4 separate regions of the Mus musculus genome follow, and regions 2, 3 and 4 are each linked to region 1. A link is a contact called in public Hi-C and HiChIP or PLAC-seq data. All regions are on one chromosome and are shown on one strand. The core of a region is the stretch at or near the end of the contact, and the rest is flanking DNA. Distances in the headings are between cores, read along the strand shown. Region 1 holds the start of Tshz3 (teashirt zinc finger family member 3). Region 2 overlaps Gm38991 (a long non-coding RNA gene). Region 3 has its middle 20 kb from the start of Gm36340. Region 4 overlaps Gm36340 (a long non-coding RNA gene).

Region 1 (3,682 bases), core at 338-2,837:
TGGGGGCCCAGAGGCCACCCCAGCCACCGCCGCCCAGAGCCCGCTGCGCCGCGGCCGCCCCATTCCCGGCCTAAGAGCTGGCCCAGGGAGACGCAATCGAGCCCGCAGCGCATCGATGCGCCGCCGCCCGCGCCTCTCAAGCTCTGGCTGGCGCTCAGCCGCCACCGCTCGAGGGTCGCCCGCGTGAATTCCAGCCCACCCGCGCCCTCACCACCAGAGTAAGTGAGCCCACGTCGCCCTGTCGCCACCGCAGCCTTCCAGCCGCCTCCTTCCCGGGGCACATCGGCCGAGTCTGCCCGGAGCCTCTGCGACCCCAATCACTCAATCAATAATCAATCCCCTTCGTCCAGAACTGCCCCTAAGCTGGGAGCGGCTGGGGCAGTACCCTGTCCAGGGCGCACCCCGGCGGGGGATGGGCAGGGGAACCCGAGTTTCTTCTCCCTCCCCCGTTCCCGCCTTGGCAACCTCCGACGCAGTGGGTGGGGGGCGCGGCCAGTAGCCCAAGGGGGCGAGACGCGGGGTGCTGAGACGGTGATCGTCCCAAAGTCAGTAAAGGAAACTTGGAGGTGCCCCCTCCCATGCTTACCCCCGAAACAAGCCTGGGAAAGTTTGTGGCGGGGGTGGGGTGGGGGAACGGAAGGAGGTAGCCACTGTAGGTCCCAGGAGGGAAGACCCAGAGCCCACACCCATGTCAGCCCGCACATCTTCTCTCCAGGGCACCCCCGGGGCCCTGGCATCTTTGATAGGGGTACCATCCCAACTAGGGGAGCGCTCTGGGGCTGCACGCGGCGGGTGGAGAGGAGTGTGGGCCGGGAGGGGCAGCCGGGAGCAGCCCGGGGTTGAGACCGGGTGGGGAAGAGGGATGGGCGGGGGCTGTGGGCGCCCCGGGACGCGCTCCGCAGGGCGGACCCCGCGCCTTTGCGAGAGCGCTCGGGGCGGAGACGGAGGGCCAGCTCCGGGTGTCTGGACTTGGGCGGGGGGCCCTGGGCAGGCGTCCGGGCCAGGACCCAGGCTGGGGGCGCCTCCGCGGGCAGGCGAGTGACACGATCATCTCCTTTTCCTTTAAGCTTGCCTGTTGCCGACGCCGCCGCTCCAGCCGCGCCGTGGGCAGAAGACTGGACCGCTGAGCCCCGGGCCGCGGCGGCGGCGGCTGCGCCCCCCCTCCACCCCCCCCCCCCCCATGCCTTGACCTCCCTGCCTGGGGGCGGGAAGCGGGGCAGGACCGACCGGGGTCGCTCCTGGGCTCCTCCTCTCATCTCTCTGCCCGCCTTCTCCTCCTTCACTCCCCGCCCCCCAGCCCCGAACCCCGCGCACCTCGTCTGGGGACGGGGCGGGGGGGGGGCAGGGCGACCGCTCCTCCCCGCCCCCTCCTCCTCGGGCCTCTGGAGCGATTTGTCAAACTTCCCATTCCGCCGGCAGCGCGGTCCTCCTCCTCCTCCTCCTCCTCCTCTGCCTCCTCCTCCCCCTCGCGCTCCTCCTTCCCCGCGCCTCCCTTGCCCGCCCTCCTTCCCTCCGCACGTTCGGGGATCGCGGCGGAGCGCAGCGAGGGGGGGACGCGGAGAGCCGGGGCGCAGCAGCATCCTGCGGGCGGCCGCTCTCCGGGGGGGAGGCTGCGAGCAGGCCCGCCTCGCCCCCCCCCCGCCGCCCCTCCCTCCCTCGGCTCAGCCCGGCAGCGGCGGCGGCGGCGGCGGCGGCGGTGGCAGTCGCGGGAGAAGCATCATGCCGAGGAGGAAGCAGCAGGCGCCCCGGCGCGCAGCAGGTACGAGCGGCTTCCCCTTCCTCCTCCGGTCCTCCTCCTCTTCCTCTGCTCGCGCCGCGCCTCTGGGCCGCCGGCCCCCGCGTTGCTCGCCGCACTCCTCGCCTCTCTCTCATTTTCTGTCTGTCTCTGCGGGCGCTGAGTAACTCCGGGAGCCCGGCTGGCTCGGGGCTCTCCTGCCCGGGTGCGCGCGCCCCCCAGTTGCCCCGCTATGTTCTTCGCTCGACCGGCTCGCACACCCTCCTGGGGACCACCGAGCCGGCTTAGGTCCCCGCCTCTGCCGATCCGGCTGCAGCGGGGAAGGCGCTCTCCAACCCGTGCCTTTTGGTGGGGGGCGGGCGGGGTCACCTGAGTTCTCTGGGACATCTTCCGCGTTGTCCCGGGCAGTACCCGGTGACTACCGGGACCAGAGCGAGCAAGAGTGAGCTAGCGGATCCCTCTGGCCACCTTACTGCTAATTCGATTGATTCTTCATTTATTGGGCCCAAACCCGGTACAGCGGTGGAAACCAGAGCGCACTGGGTCTGGGTATTGTCAGATGACTGTCAGGTCAGTGTTGGATGCTGACATTTCCTCCATTCCTGAATGTCTTCTTACCCCCTCCCTCTCTTTCCGCTGCTGCTCCCTACCCTTTTCTAGCACTTAGTTCTGGGACATATCTGAGTACTCCCCCCTCCCTCTCTTTTTCTGCCAGGAACGTCAACTCCTGTTAGGACTGAGCTGATTTTTTTTTTTTTTTCCTTCTGGAAAAGAGATTCATTGAAAACAAAACAAAACCCACACACATAACATTATTTTGCAATAATGTCGGTTGGGGGCACGTTGGCTGGAAGAAGGGTTTCTGGCCGGTTGCCACCCTTGATTTGATGACTGATTGATCGCCCGTCATGCCTGTGCCTTTGATCTATTCATTCCCAATAAACATCAATAAATCACTTGCAATAGTGAGGCCAAGCTCCGTGACGTCAGGAGGGCCCTGTCAGTGCAACTTCAGGGATTTGGGGCGGCTTGCCGAGAGAGGACCACATATGGACGTGATGTATTTTGATATGAATAACACTCAGACGTGCAGAGGCTCAGACGCTGCCTGAAGGGGAAGGTTGCTTAGGAGTCCTTTTCTTTAATCTTCTTTCTTCTCACTTCTCTTTTGATAAAAGAGGGGAGGGCTGAGCGAAGAAGGGTCACCGAGGTAATGTTCCACGTGCTGGTGGGATACAGGCTAGTGATGGTGCTATGCAGGCTGCTGCTGCTGGTGATTGCCATCAGACCAGCGGGGCTCCCACCTCAGCTGCACTCTGGCCTTCAGTCTCTTTACCAGGGTCACAGGGAAGCAACCATAAGGTACTTCTCCCAGAAGTGTATTGGTCTGACAGTGTTGTGAAGAAACCTTAGGGGGGAGGGGGATTCAACTTGGTTTGGTGCATAGAATGAAGGCATGTTTTCCCTCTGTACTCTCAGTGTTACCCAAATTTAGAAAGTTTGAAGATCCCAACAGAGAGCTCACCTCCTCACTGATGCTGCCTGCTCATCCCACCTCCTCCTTTAAATTCCAAGCTTTTTAGCAGTGAGCTTATCTACCCAAAATAAACTCTAAAACTTTGGAGGCATCCTTTACAAAGTTGGGTAGTAGGAATGTCTTGGGCTTCTTCCAGTCTAGATTTTTTTCTTTCTTTTTCGGGTACACATTTTTTAAGGTATCCGTGCCTCCATCCAATGAAACATATGTGGTTGCATCTTTACATTTATTTTGAACTCTGTAGCTCTTCTTTACTGCTCCACCCAGCCCATAGGACAATTTTCTCAAACGTGCTGTTGGTTTGATTTTTAAAAAAATTTTTTAAATTATTTTTATTATTTTTTAAAGCAACCTGTTCACTAACCTTTTTGCACTTCTAAGCCAGCCAGGAAATCTCAGGTCAGTTAAGG
Region 2 (3,682 bases), core at 420-2,919, 600 kb before region 1:
AAGGCCAGCCTAGACTATAGAGGAGATTGATGACTTTTGACTTGGGGAGTTGCATACCTTCAAAAACCGCCCAATTTCCATGCAAACCAAGGTGACCTGAGGCTATTGAGAATGGTGAGTTACGCTTTCATGTTTTGAAAGGGAGTCAAAGCAAGAAAAGAGATTTGAGGAATGACATGTGGAGAGAATTAGGCAGAATCAGGTGTATGAAATCACTTTTTTTTTTTTCAGACAGGGCTTCTCTGTATAGCCCTGGCTATCCTGGATCTCACTTTGTAGACCAGGCTGGCCTCAAACTCAGAAATCTGCCTGCCTCTGCCGCCACCACGCCGGGCTGCAATCAGACATTTTTAATAGCCTCATTATCACATATACTACCAGCCCCAAAGCAAGGAGTATTCTGGGATGAATGAGATTGAGGTTTCTGTCTGACTACAATAAAGAATTATAGAATGCGTATTCTATCGCTACCCCACCAAGTCCTTCAAAACATGGTGGGGGGGGGCACAGATAATTTTCTTTCTAGAACTATTTTATTCCTTTAGATCAACCTGATTTGAGAGCGAACACCCAGCACCAAGGATTTTGTTCTGTCTGATTTTTCAGTGTCTGGCTTGCCTTACAAAGATGCATGTACTTGGTTTGAACATTAGGCCTTTAGGGTGTCTCGTATGGTTTAAGTCTGAAATGTACCCCTCAAGTTTATGTTTTGAATACCCAGTCTCTGATTGGTCATGTTGTTCTGAAGGCTGTGGAGCCTTTCTGAGGTGGGATGTAGCTGGTGGAAGTAGGACAGTAGACTAGGCCCCTGATAGCCATACATACTTCAATTTTTCATCTATAGTTTCGGCTTTCTGGTCTACCTCTCTGCCTTCTCCAACACATTGACCTAAAATCTGTCTGTAACTACAAGTTAAAATGTTTTTTTCCCTTTCTATTGTGTCTCTCAGGTATTTGTTCACAGTGACAAAGAAATAACTGATACAAGGTCTTTTAACCAAAATAGTGGGTTCTCTTGGACATCCGAAGAAAACTAGTGAATCACATATGAATGGCAGGTTACCCCTACTCATTAGTTGAGGCATCATGGCCTTGGGTTAGCTAATCTTGGATGGTTGGGTAGAGAGGAAGTATAGTTTAGTTCATGACTAGACTTTCCATTCCCCCATCTTTCAATTAATATGGATTCCTAAAGTGAACATGTAGATATAAGTAATTAGGGCATTATTAATATTTGTTCTGTTGTTGAAGAATTATCTTTCTGTTTTCTTTCTTTTTGTGGTTATGGTCAAATCGCTAGGGCAGTGGTTCTCAACTTTCTCAATGGTGTGATCCTTTAATACAGTTCCTTCTCTTGTGGTGACCCCCTCAACTATACAATTATGTTCTTTGCTATTTCATAACAGTGATTTTGCTACACTTATGAATCACAGTATAAATACCCAATATGTAGGACATATGGCATGGGACCCCTATATATGGGTCTTTCGACCTCTAAAGGTGTCAAGACCCATAGATTGAAAACCACTGCTCTAAGGGATTCTGAACCCAGCCCACGGTGGTGTGCAAAGACCTCACAGGAAGCAACCACCTTGAGTTTCCAGCCGCAGCTGTTATAGTTCCCAGCTCCCAGGGCCTCACCCCTCCCCAACCCCAGTCTCTCTAACACCCAGTAGATAATCTTTTAAGTCACACTCACTGCACACTGGCCACACACTCTGACAGTGAAACTCGAGCTTCCTTGGGGCTTGCTTCCGTGACCGAACAAAGCACTTGTCCCCCCTCTCCAGAACTGGTCTCCTTATGCGTTGACCTTTGAAGCTGTGTGCTCAGTAGTGACTCCAGTTTTGCTTGGTTAAACATGGAAAAATGTTCCTCTAGATCGAAGCAGCTCCCCATTTATTTCAGAGCATCCTGTCGCTGACGTAATGCCGCCTGGTTTATGGCCTCATTGCTCTGTGTTTGGAGTTGAGTAATGCCTGCTGGTGCACCAGGCACCGCCTACGTAACCACAGGAAGGGGTAACATCCCATGGGCCTCCCAGGCATCTGCTGGGAAATTGCTTCTTTGGTGCCAGACAAATGAATGTTTTGCATATTTCTCACAAAAAGAGAAGGGTTGTGAGGCGGAGGTTAACATAACAATCTTCTCTTATTACAGTGATTTATGTGTGCATAACTTCAGCAGTGGAATGTCATCTCGGAGGTCTTTAATTGGCAGACTTTGGGGACCACAGAGGGAGATGACAGAGTGTGCTCTGAAGAAATAAGAGTGTCGGCTGCCATTCCCAGTGCGGCCCCACAGAGGAGGTCTCATAAATCTCGGGAGTAGTGGGGGGATAGCAGTCAACTTTTAAACTTTTTATTAACCTGATATCTGCTAATGAAACACGAAGAGGATCATCTTCAACCTTAGCCGATTCGGATCTCACGACACGTCAAATGACTGCCTACGGTTTTTGAGACAATCAAATGCAGATCTTCTGGTAACTTCTACTCAAAGACACCAACGCTGCGATTTGCAGTCTTTATGACTTCAATGAGTCACCCAGTCCTGTCTTGCTATGTGGAATATGATTGTATGTTTTTAAGAATGTCAACAGATGTGTTTTCTGTTCATGAACCTCATCTCGGGCCTTGGATAAAGGGGCCATTTTGAAATGGAATCACAGCTGCTTTTGGCCTCAGGATGCGGCTCAGAGAAGTCTATCCATGCAAGGTGTGACTGGCCTTTTAGGAGGCAGGGTGAGGTTCTGGAAGGAATGGAGAGTGACCTCTGTGACAAGATGACTCCGGTATCTGTGTCACTTGTAGGAAAGTTGAAGTCTTTCTGAATGATGGATGTCTCTGCGAACATCTGTGCTAACAGTGTCCAAGAGGTCAAGTGCCAGGCCTTAAACTCTAGCACCTGTGCTAGAGCCAACCCCAAACTGTGGGCCAACCTATTTCGTGGGCCATTGGGCTTTTGAGAAAAGACTGACAATTTACATCTTTGCATTTATTTTCAAAATTGCAATGTCTTTAGGCAAGGGCTCCCCAGAAGCAAACCCCATTGCAGTAGCAGAGTGTAGAGTTATTTCCTGGAGTTATGATCCAGGAGCCATCAACTCTCACCAGCTCCCAAGCTGGGAGTGGAGGATCCTGAGCCCATTCTGATTCACGCTAGAATATTGGCTGGCTTGGTCATGACCTCATGTGGGTCTTTCGAAGGCAATCACGGGCTCTGTGAGTTCAGGGGTGTAGCAGTCCACTCTGTTTTGCAGTGTCCTCCCAGACCTCTGGCTTTCTACCATCTTTTCATCTTCTCTTCTGCAATGATTCCTGTGTGAGCACAATATATGCCCCCCGCCATGTGTGTGTGATATAGATGTCCCATTTGAGGCTGAATATTCCGTAGACATGTATTGAGAGTGTATTTTACATTGGTCCTATTTTACTAGAGAGCCCAAAGCCTGACTAAGCCAGGCAGTCATTAGGATCTAGTTTTCATCTAGCTTGGGAAGAGAAAGAAATTGATGGACAGCTCTTTCTTGGACAGCTGAGGACTCTTGGGGGCAGGGTAGACCAGGGCGAATCATTCTACCCGAGGAATGCATTGCTTTTGTACTTACCCACCAACCCCCATGTGCCACTGTTGGAGTCTGCTCTGGGCTATAAACTCTCTGGTGCATGCTTGCAGGACA
Region 3 (3,682 bases), core at 646-3,145, 560 kb before region 1:
TGTTAGCACCATGATGCATTTGGCTAGTGCAGGTGAAAGCTAAGGACGGTGTGGTAAGGCTCTTCGGCTCCTCTTTTGCCTTTGCCCCAGAATGCACTTGGCATCACAAATACCAGGCCTTCTTTGTGCCTGCTGTTCCTCAGTCCCAGAGGATCCTTGGTGCTAGGAAGCAGGGGGTGGACAAGAAGATCAGGGACAGGAAGACCCTGCGTTTGATTAACACCAACACCCTCCACTATGATTGCCAGCCCACTACTCTGCCGTTCAGCTCTCCTGTGAATCTTGGGCTGGTCTGCAGGAGGCATGCTGGGCATGTGGACTGTGGGGGCCGAACGTCATAGAACCGACCATTTTGCTACGTTGTCATGTCACAAGTCTCTGCCTGATACCGGTTAAGATTTTTTTTCTCAAAGGATCTGAGAACAACTTGACTAGATTTGTTTTTTGTCTGGACTCAACAAGATTTGCCTGACCTTAGAGTGTCATTCATTCCGAGCTGGGGACTTCAAGTACCCTCAGTTGCATCTGGTGTCCCAGCTGTCTCTCCCTGGGCTCTGCTTAGGAGGTGTGTGTGTGTGTGTGTGTGTGTGTGTGTGTGTGTGAGTGTGTGTGTGTGTATGTGTTTAGGAGCAGGAGGCCCTTCCTCCTTGGCCTGCACAGTCCTGGCAGATTCCCTGAGGGGCAGCTGCCCTGGTTAATACCCATGGCTGCCCTAGCCAAGTTCAGTTAGAGGGAGAGGGGGTTGGCCTCTAGAGATGTGGTCCTGAGGTCTCAAAGTCCTATGAGCCTTGGTCCCTGGCAGAAGAGGTAAATCTGTGACTCTCCAGACACATTTTGAGTGAATTGGTTTCAGCTTTCATGAAATGCTAATGTTGATATTGTTTACGCCCCGTTGTATTGTTTTTCACTTTAAAATTACAGCTTTAGTGCATTAAGCTAATTTCATAATACTGTATTAACTTAATATTCCATAAATCACACATGTCGGATCGCATTGTAATGGATACACAAGAAACTGAATTTACTACTCTGGCCCTCCAAACACATGGATTCATAATTTGCCCCGGCGAGGCCTGGGCCTCCATATAGGGTTAAGGAATTACACATTCCGATGCCAGCCAGGCACAGATCATGCGGAGTGCGCAGGCTCTGCAATTGTTCTCCATACAAATTGAAACAATATATTTCCAGCTATTTCCTAGTTGTAATTACTAGCAAAAATCGTAATACCGTGAACATATTTTAAACACCTGCACTTTTGGTCCAATTCTTTTTTTTTCTTTTCTTTTTTTTCTTTCTTTCTTTCTTTTTTTTTTTTAAATAAAGCTGTTTCCATTTGAATAAAGTTGTGAAAGCTCGCCCCACCAATGGTAGCAATCACTCAGTATGGCTTTCCTGGGAAAGATGATAACTTTTGATTTGGAGGGAAGAGGTAAAGACAGAAACGGGTGGGTAGAACTCATCTTGCATGGGCCCCTCTCTCTCCTCTCCCTCACCCCTCACCCCTTCCTTGGCAAAAGAGATTTCATTGCAGCCGCTTAACTGGGTTGGGTTTATTCCCTGGCTCCCTTGCAAGGGTGCATGCTTCCATGCTGTAGCCAGCATTTGCGGGACCTGGGAACAAAGGGGCGCTCTCCATGGGGGAGATGGTGGTGTGCTGGGGCAATTGAGAAGCCTCTGTAGGTTTTTAAGCACACACTGTCTAATCGGGCTCTGACAAGTCCATTGTAAATCAAAGGTCTGGTAAGTGGGCATGCCAGAAATGTTTGATCTCCTTCCAAGCCTTGAAACAACTTGCTTACTTTTTTTTCTGCAGTTTGGCTCCTCACTAAAATAAAACATTGTGAGATGAATGTTCTGACGGGTCATTGTGTGTCAAGCTGTCACTCTGTAATGGTTACATATTTCAGCTGGATTGAGGTGGTGCCGGCTGGGGAGGTCTGGGAGAACCGGGAGAGGGAGAGAGGGAGGGTGAGGACGGAGACAAAGAGTATCAGGATTTCTGCTCTCTCCTTGTGGCTGATCTTCATTTAAACCAAACACTTGTCATGTTCAGAGGAAGTTTTATAAATTTTTAATGATATTGGGTACAACTGGTGCTTTGAAATTTGCTGTACTTTAATTTTTTCTTCGTTAGCAAAGGTTCACTAATGCATTGAAGTGCTAACAGCGTATCCTAAGGATGCCACAATAATTGTGCTGTTAATAATATCCTGGCACTAGTAATGTTCTCCTGGTAATCAAGGCATGAGATTTTTTTTTAATATATTCAGTTATTACACTGCATCTCGTACAAATCATGTCAATTACAATTGCCAGCCTGTGACAGTTAAAATAATTGTATACGTTTTCTAGAATTTTCCATTGGCTTGGCTAATCAAGCTAAAAAAAAAAATCAACACATTATTTGCATTAATTTTGTTTCTCGTCTATTTCCACTCCTAAATCATTTGTCCATCGACTTCAAAAGGCAGAACAGTAAGTATTTTAATAATAAATATACAAACACATTCACACCAACCTAATTTAAGAATACTCTTCTATAAGAGGAGTGAGATGCAGTTATCTGGCAGGAATGTTTTGTGTGACTGGGTTTAGGACATTAACTAGAGTGCTTGCCTGCTGGTATCGTGTTGCACTGTATACACTTGGGATAAGCTGACGCTGGGTGTGTACAGAAATCTTGTGAGGAAATTCATTTTAGTGTTTTCTGGGTTTGCATTCAGCTTTTAGTTCTGTCTAGGTCAGAAAATTTTTATAATTTTTGATCTCTTTTTTATTTATTTATTTATTTTTTTGAGCTCAGTGTTCCTCTGCACCAGGAAATGATGTATGTAATACTTCGAAGAAAGGCTCTGCAAACGTGCAATTCGAACGCTAGTCTCCCACCTCTGTGATGGCTGCCTCCTGACCGATGCCAAAGCTTTCTTTATTTGCGGCTAAAATAGCTAAATGCTCCAGAAAGTCCTGAGCACGTAAAACTGGCTGCTCACGGGATCCCCAGGCGGCATCTCAGCAAATTTCCCCAAAGCCCGGATTCTCTCTCCTTCACCCAACTTCCCTGCTTGTCACAGCCGAGAACAGGCAGGAGTTTGGGTTGTTACAGAGACCAGGATGGCATGGATGAGGACCCTGGGGGTCCCCTGGAGAAGGCCAGGCCATCCTAGAAGGCTCTTCTGGGATCTAGTAGTGCCCAGCTGCCCCTGTTCGTGGGGAGGGTGGGTTGGGATGCCTCAGAGGCAGACCTGAAGGGAGGGTCAACTTGGCCTGGCTTAGCTGTGGACCAAAAGGATTTCAAAGCAAGCAGAGCCATTGCAAGGGTTCAAGGAACCCCAAAACAAGGAGCAAGAGTGTCTATAAAACTCATACTCACACAGGACTCAGAAATGGCAGGTGGGTAGAACAGGATTATTTGAGGAATTTTCAGGCAGCTTAATGGCATCATAAAGAAAGAAACTTCTTGCTTGCCAAAGCTGTCCTTATTCCCCACCCCCCCAACATCCTACACCCTTTCTAAGTCAGCCTATGGTATGAAGGTTTTGGCATAAAGATGGGTGTCCACAGGTAAAAGGGGGTCAGGGCAACAAAATATCTTTTTGTCTCTTTTTTAATGCAGTCATATTCCCTTAAACATAGCTTGAACAAATCAGCTCTCAAAACATGGAATTTATTTCTCAGCTTT
Region 4 (3,682 bases), core at 613-3,112, 540 kb before region 1:
AGACAATGGTTGTTTTGTTTTAAGATATATGCATTAAAAATACATCTGAAATTCCAGGGCACAAAAGAATCCAAATAATATTATTAAATTTCTTGTTGAAGCAGGAAGTCCCATGGGATGCCTGGCTCAGTTCCCTACATAAAAAAACAAATCTGCTGAACGAGACTTGTTGCTTGAACAAACCATATTCCCTTCTCTCTCTCTCTCTCTCTCTCTCTCTCTCTCTCTCTCTCATTTCTCCTGAGGAGACAAGCAACTCTCTGAAGGACTATTAAGTTGCAAATATACCAGAGCCAAAAATAGAAGATGGAGCCTCATAAACATTTTGCATATTTTGGTGTAATTTGTTGAAAATAGTACAAAATATGCCCACACTTGGCATCTAGAATACAAATATTAGGAATCCAGTCCCCTGATACATTATGGTTTCAGCATTATAGGTTGGTCTCTTTCAATAGCATGTGTGTGACTCTGTAGCTTATGGGAGTGTGAATAATATCAGTGACTTGTTTGAACAGTATATTAGGGAGACGCGTGTCACCAAGCGACATTAGCTTCTTTGAGGCTCCAAGGGATAAAAGCTTGGAGTGGAACTCAGGGGGGAAAAAAACAAAACAGATCCATATATTTTTAACAACACAGATGCAATTTGCTTTTCTGGGCTGGTTCCTTAAAATGAAAACCAGGAGGGGGAAATCAAAGGCTGTGGGGCGCGTGGGCTTTCCTCATTCAGAACATGGAGGTGAAGTGGCCAGTCTAAGAGAACAGGTTTTCAGGTTCTAAGGGAACGGAGGCAGGCCCTCTCCCACCCTGCCCTTCTTCAAGCTTCACTGATTTCATAGCTGTCTGTAAATCTGTCTCCCATCTCCTCTGACAGGTGAGCCCCTGCTCTCCGTGTCCCCCTCAACTGCTCCAAGGGGTTCCCCCCAGTACACCTGCCACCCACCTCACAGGTGAGCCGTTCCGCTTCCAAACGATGACTGGTAAGAAAAACAAAATGTCTTTCTTGGTTATAAATTTAACTCTCCTATGATTAGTTTGAGCAATTAGGACACCCCTGGGGTTCAGCCTGTGCCGAGGCTCACACTGGAAGTCTGATTAGCTCAGGTCTCTGGATGCTTGTTCCTGGTAGCAAACGCCTGGCACATAGCGTATTGATTTTCATTTAGATATCTTAATGTTTCCAGACAATCCCGGCAGATGTGGGCTGAACTCAGATCTCCGGGAGCGCCGGGGCTGCAATCTGCAAACATTTTTCTTGCCACTTTGTTTCATTTTTCCTCAACTTAACTGATTTGGAATCCGGAGATATAAATGAAAAATGCCGAGTCGGTCCATCAATCACAGCATACACAAACATCGCCACTGCCCTTTCCTAACATCCTATTACCACGGGGTAGTTGGCTAGTCAAACAGGAATAAAAATTACACCGCAAACATCATAAGTTAGGCTTGATTTGTTGAGCAAGTGGCCTGACAATTCGGTAAGAGTTATACACCTCAGCTTCGTTGAAAATCAGGCTTGTTATGGCTCTGGTATGTCTATAAAGATTGTTCATTTCATATAAAACAGCTACCTGTACTGAACGCCCTGAAAGGAAGAATGATGCCGGCTATAAATACAGAGGGAAATCTATTTGTCTGCCCCTTCACGCTGTTAGCCAGTCACATGCCGAGGCCCTTTGGTGATTCTGCGGCAGCAGAGGGAGTTCTCTGCGGCCACCTTCCCCTTTGCCAGGCTGGCCCGGATGGAAGCGCATCATCTCTCTTTGTCATATGAGATAAAGCATTGAAGTGTGACCACTGCCACCGCCTTGCTCCCTGCCCACCAGGGGGACGCTAATGATACTGAAAAAGTAGACGACGTTGCGTTCAGAGCAGAAGGCACAGCAAAGGCTGTCTGTCGGCCGGCTGGGCCGGATAACAGTTAACGTCAGCAAAGATAAATAGAAATTATTACAATGGCTTTGGAAGGGATTTTTTATAGGGCAGGGTTGTGTTCGTTTAAAGATACATTATTGGACTGTTATATCTGATTTCAAGCTGCTGGGTAATTAAAATGATTAACATGCCTTACTCATAGAGTTCAATTCATTAAAGTTTTAAGCACCCTTTGTGCTCAGAAGGGAAGGAGAGAACATCCACGTTGACTCATGCCGGGAGCCACTCATGCGGCCCTCTGGTTATTTTCTCTGATCTCTGGAGCCGTAGTGTCTCTTTCTAAGCAGTGGGGTGTGTTGGATAGAATGTGCGGGCCTTAAATACTCATCCTAGAGGTTCCCTTTTTGGAGGAGGAGGAGGAAGCAGAAGATGAGGAAGAAGAGGAAGAGGAAGAAGAGGAGGCAGAGGAAGAAGAGGAGAAAGAGGAGGAGGAAGAAGAGGAGGAAGAGGAGGAGGAGGAGGAGGAGGAAGAATTAAGAAACCCAGCAAAGCCTGTGGAGGAAGCTAGCCAGGTGGTTCTCACATGCAGCAACTGGTACCAGCTGCTGGTTCCCAGGGTCTTGGTAGGTGGTGGTTAGGGCTCCGTATCTGTGACTGGAATTTATCCCCAGCCTGCAGGCACACAGTCCAGCAGACACCTGCAGGTTGCCTAGATGCCACAACATGCCATAAAACGTGTTTCCCATTGTTTGTTACCCTGATTTTAATGCACTAAAAATATATTGTTTCATGTTTTAAATTTTGTACATATGTTTTAGTGTGTGTGTGTGTGTGTGTGTGTGTGTGTGTGTGTGTGCTATGTGCACACGTGAGGGGTACACCCATGTGTGGGTGTGTAGAAGCCACGTGTCTCCTTGCCACTCCACTTGATTTTCTGAGACAGCATCCCTCACTGAACATAGAGCTCACCTACGGACTATCCCGATTGGCCAGAGAGACCCTGGGAACCTCTCTCCCTGCCTCCCTGTGCTGAGGTGGTGGATGTGCGCATCCGGCTTGGTGCACAGGTGCTAGGCCCTGAACTCCTGTCTTCACATCACTCAGCAGACATTTTAGTCAGGGACTAAGCCATCTCTTTAGCAAACTCCCTTGTGAGTTGGGTGTGGTGATGCCTTCCTGTAATCCAATGCTGAGGGTTCAAGGTCAGCCAGGGCTATGTAGCAAACCCTGTCTCAAATAAGCAAGATAGCAAACAAAGAAACTCACATCCCAAAATAAGCAAACAACAACAAAAGAAACTAACAATAGCAATGACAATAATACAGCCAGGCAGAGACAGGTTGGTCCATAAATGGGACATTTTATTTTATTTATTGGTGTCTGTTGTGTTTTGCATATGCTTGGCCCAGGGAATAGGATGTGTGGCCTTGTTAGAGTAGGTGTGTCATTGTGGGTGTGGCCTTAAGACCCTTGTCCTAGCTGCTTGGAAACCAGTCTTCTGTTTGCCATTAGATGAAGATATAGAACTCTCATCTCCCCTTGTACCATGCCTGCCTGGATCCTGCCATGCTTCTTCCTTGATGATAATGGACTGAACCTCTGACCCTGTAAGGCAGCCCCAAGTAAATGTTGTCCTTATAAGAGTTGCCTTGGTCATGGTGTCTGTTCACAGCAGTAAAACCCTAACTAAGACAATGTCTAACTTTTATTATATATTCATAATATTGTATTATATCAGGGCATTTTCCTTTTAAATTTTTTTGAAAAGATTTATTCACTTTATTTTATGTGTATTTATTTT

What was found. A called contact is a pair of places that touch in the nucleus more often than the background predicts. HiChIP or PLAC-seq counts read pairs in DNA pulled down with a chosen protein or histone mark.
Region 2: a contact with region 1 is called in an H3K4me3 HiChIP or PLAC-seq map of neural tube, with 5 times the contacts expected there. The contact joins the enhancer-like site here to the promoter of Tshz3 in region 1. A contact is called at or near these places in 1 of 39 promoter capture datasets (cranial neural crest), 4 of 484 Hi-C or Micro-C datasets (beige adipocytes, muscle stem cells, myocytes and 1 more) and 12 of 115 datasets of contacts at active chromatin or transcription factors (craniofacial prominence, differentiating embryonic stem cells, embryonic basal ganglia and 9 more).
Region 3: a contact with region 1 is called in an H3K4me3 HiChIP or PLAC-seq map of embryonic forebrain, with 6 times the contacts expected there. The contact joins the enhancer-like site here to the promoter of Tshz3 in region 1. A contact is called at or near these places in 3 of 39 promoter capture datasets (the C10 cell line, frontonasal cranial neural crest and liver), 4 of 484 Hi-C or Micro-C datasets (muscle stem cells and uterus), 11 of 115 datasets of contacts at active chromatin or transcription factors (SST interneurons, astrocytes, craniofacial prominence and 8 more) and 2 of 9 other capture datasets (embryonic tail and embryonic trunk).
Region 4: a Hi-C map of uterus shows a contact between it and region 1, with 3 times the contacts expected there. The contact joins the enhancer-like site here to the promoter of Tshz3 in region 1. A contact is called at or near these places in 8 of 39 promoter capture datasets (the 3T3-L1 cell line, the C10 cell line, cranial neural crest and 4 more), 6 of 484 Hi-C or Micro-C datasets (muscle stem cells, nephron progenitors and uterus) and 8 of 115 datasets of contacts at active chromatin or transcription factors (craniofacial prominence, differentiating embryonic stem cells, embryonic basal ganglia and 5 more).

The regions. Positions count from the first base shown.
Region 1 is chr7:36,696,531-36,700,212 of GRCm38.p6, forward strand. Tshz3 (teashirt zinc finger family member 3) reads left to right here and starts at 1,588. Exons shown (of 2, transcript NM_172298.3): 1 at 1,588-1,759. The coding sequence starts at 1,720. Gm36722 (zinc finger X-linked protein ZXDB-like) reads right to left here and starts at 1,692. Exons shown (of 3, transcript XM_030243157.1): 1 at 1-1,692. The coding sequence starts at 1,580. The coding sequence ends at 333.
Region 2 is chr7:36,093,697-36,097,378 of GRCm38.p6, forward strand. Gm38991 (a long non-coding RNA gene) reads left to right here. Exons shown (of 6, transcript XR_881969.1): 5 at 2,161-3,682. Among named protein-coding and RNA genes, the nearest start is that of Gm38991, 19 kb to the left of the region's middle. Within about 2 kb of position 1,670, at least 48 of the 459 cell types and tissues checked have an H3K27ac peak or open chromatin away from gene starts, as enhancers often do. A contact at or near this core is called in embryonic limb bud, muscle stem cells, myocytes and 2 more, where this site is marked.
Region 3 is chr7:36,132,141-36,135,822 of GRCm38.p6, forward strand. No RefSeq gene overlaps it. Among named protein-coding and RNA genes, the nearest start is that of Gm36340, 20 kb to the right of the region's middle. Within about 2 kb of position 1,896, at least 31 of the 459 cell types and tissues checked have an H3K27ac peak or open chromatin away from gene starts, as enhancers often do. A contact at or near this core is called in embryonic basal ganglia, embryonic forebrain and uterus, where this site is marked.
Region 4 is chr7:36,155,664-36,159,345 of GRCm38.p6, forward strand. It overlaps Gm36340 (a long non-coding RNA gene), which reads left to right. Exons shown (of 3, transcript XR_881971.2): 2 at 878-983; 3 at 1,574-2,350. Among named protein-coding and RNA genes, the nearest start is that of Gm36340, 3.7 kb to the left of the region's middle. Within about 2 kb of position 1,863, at least 8 of the 459 cell types and tissues checked have an H3K27ac peak or open chromatin away from gene starts, as enhancers often do. A contact at or near this core is called in uterus, where this site is marked.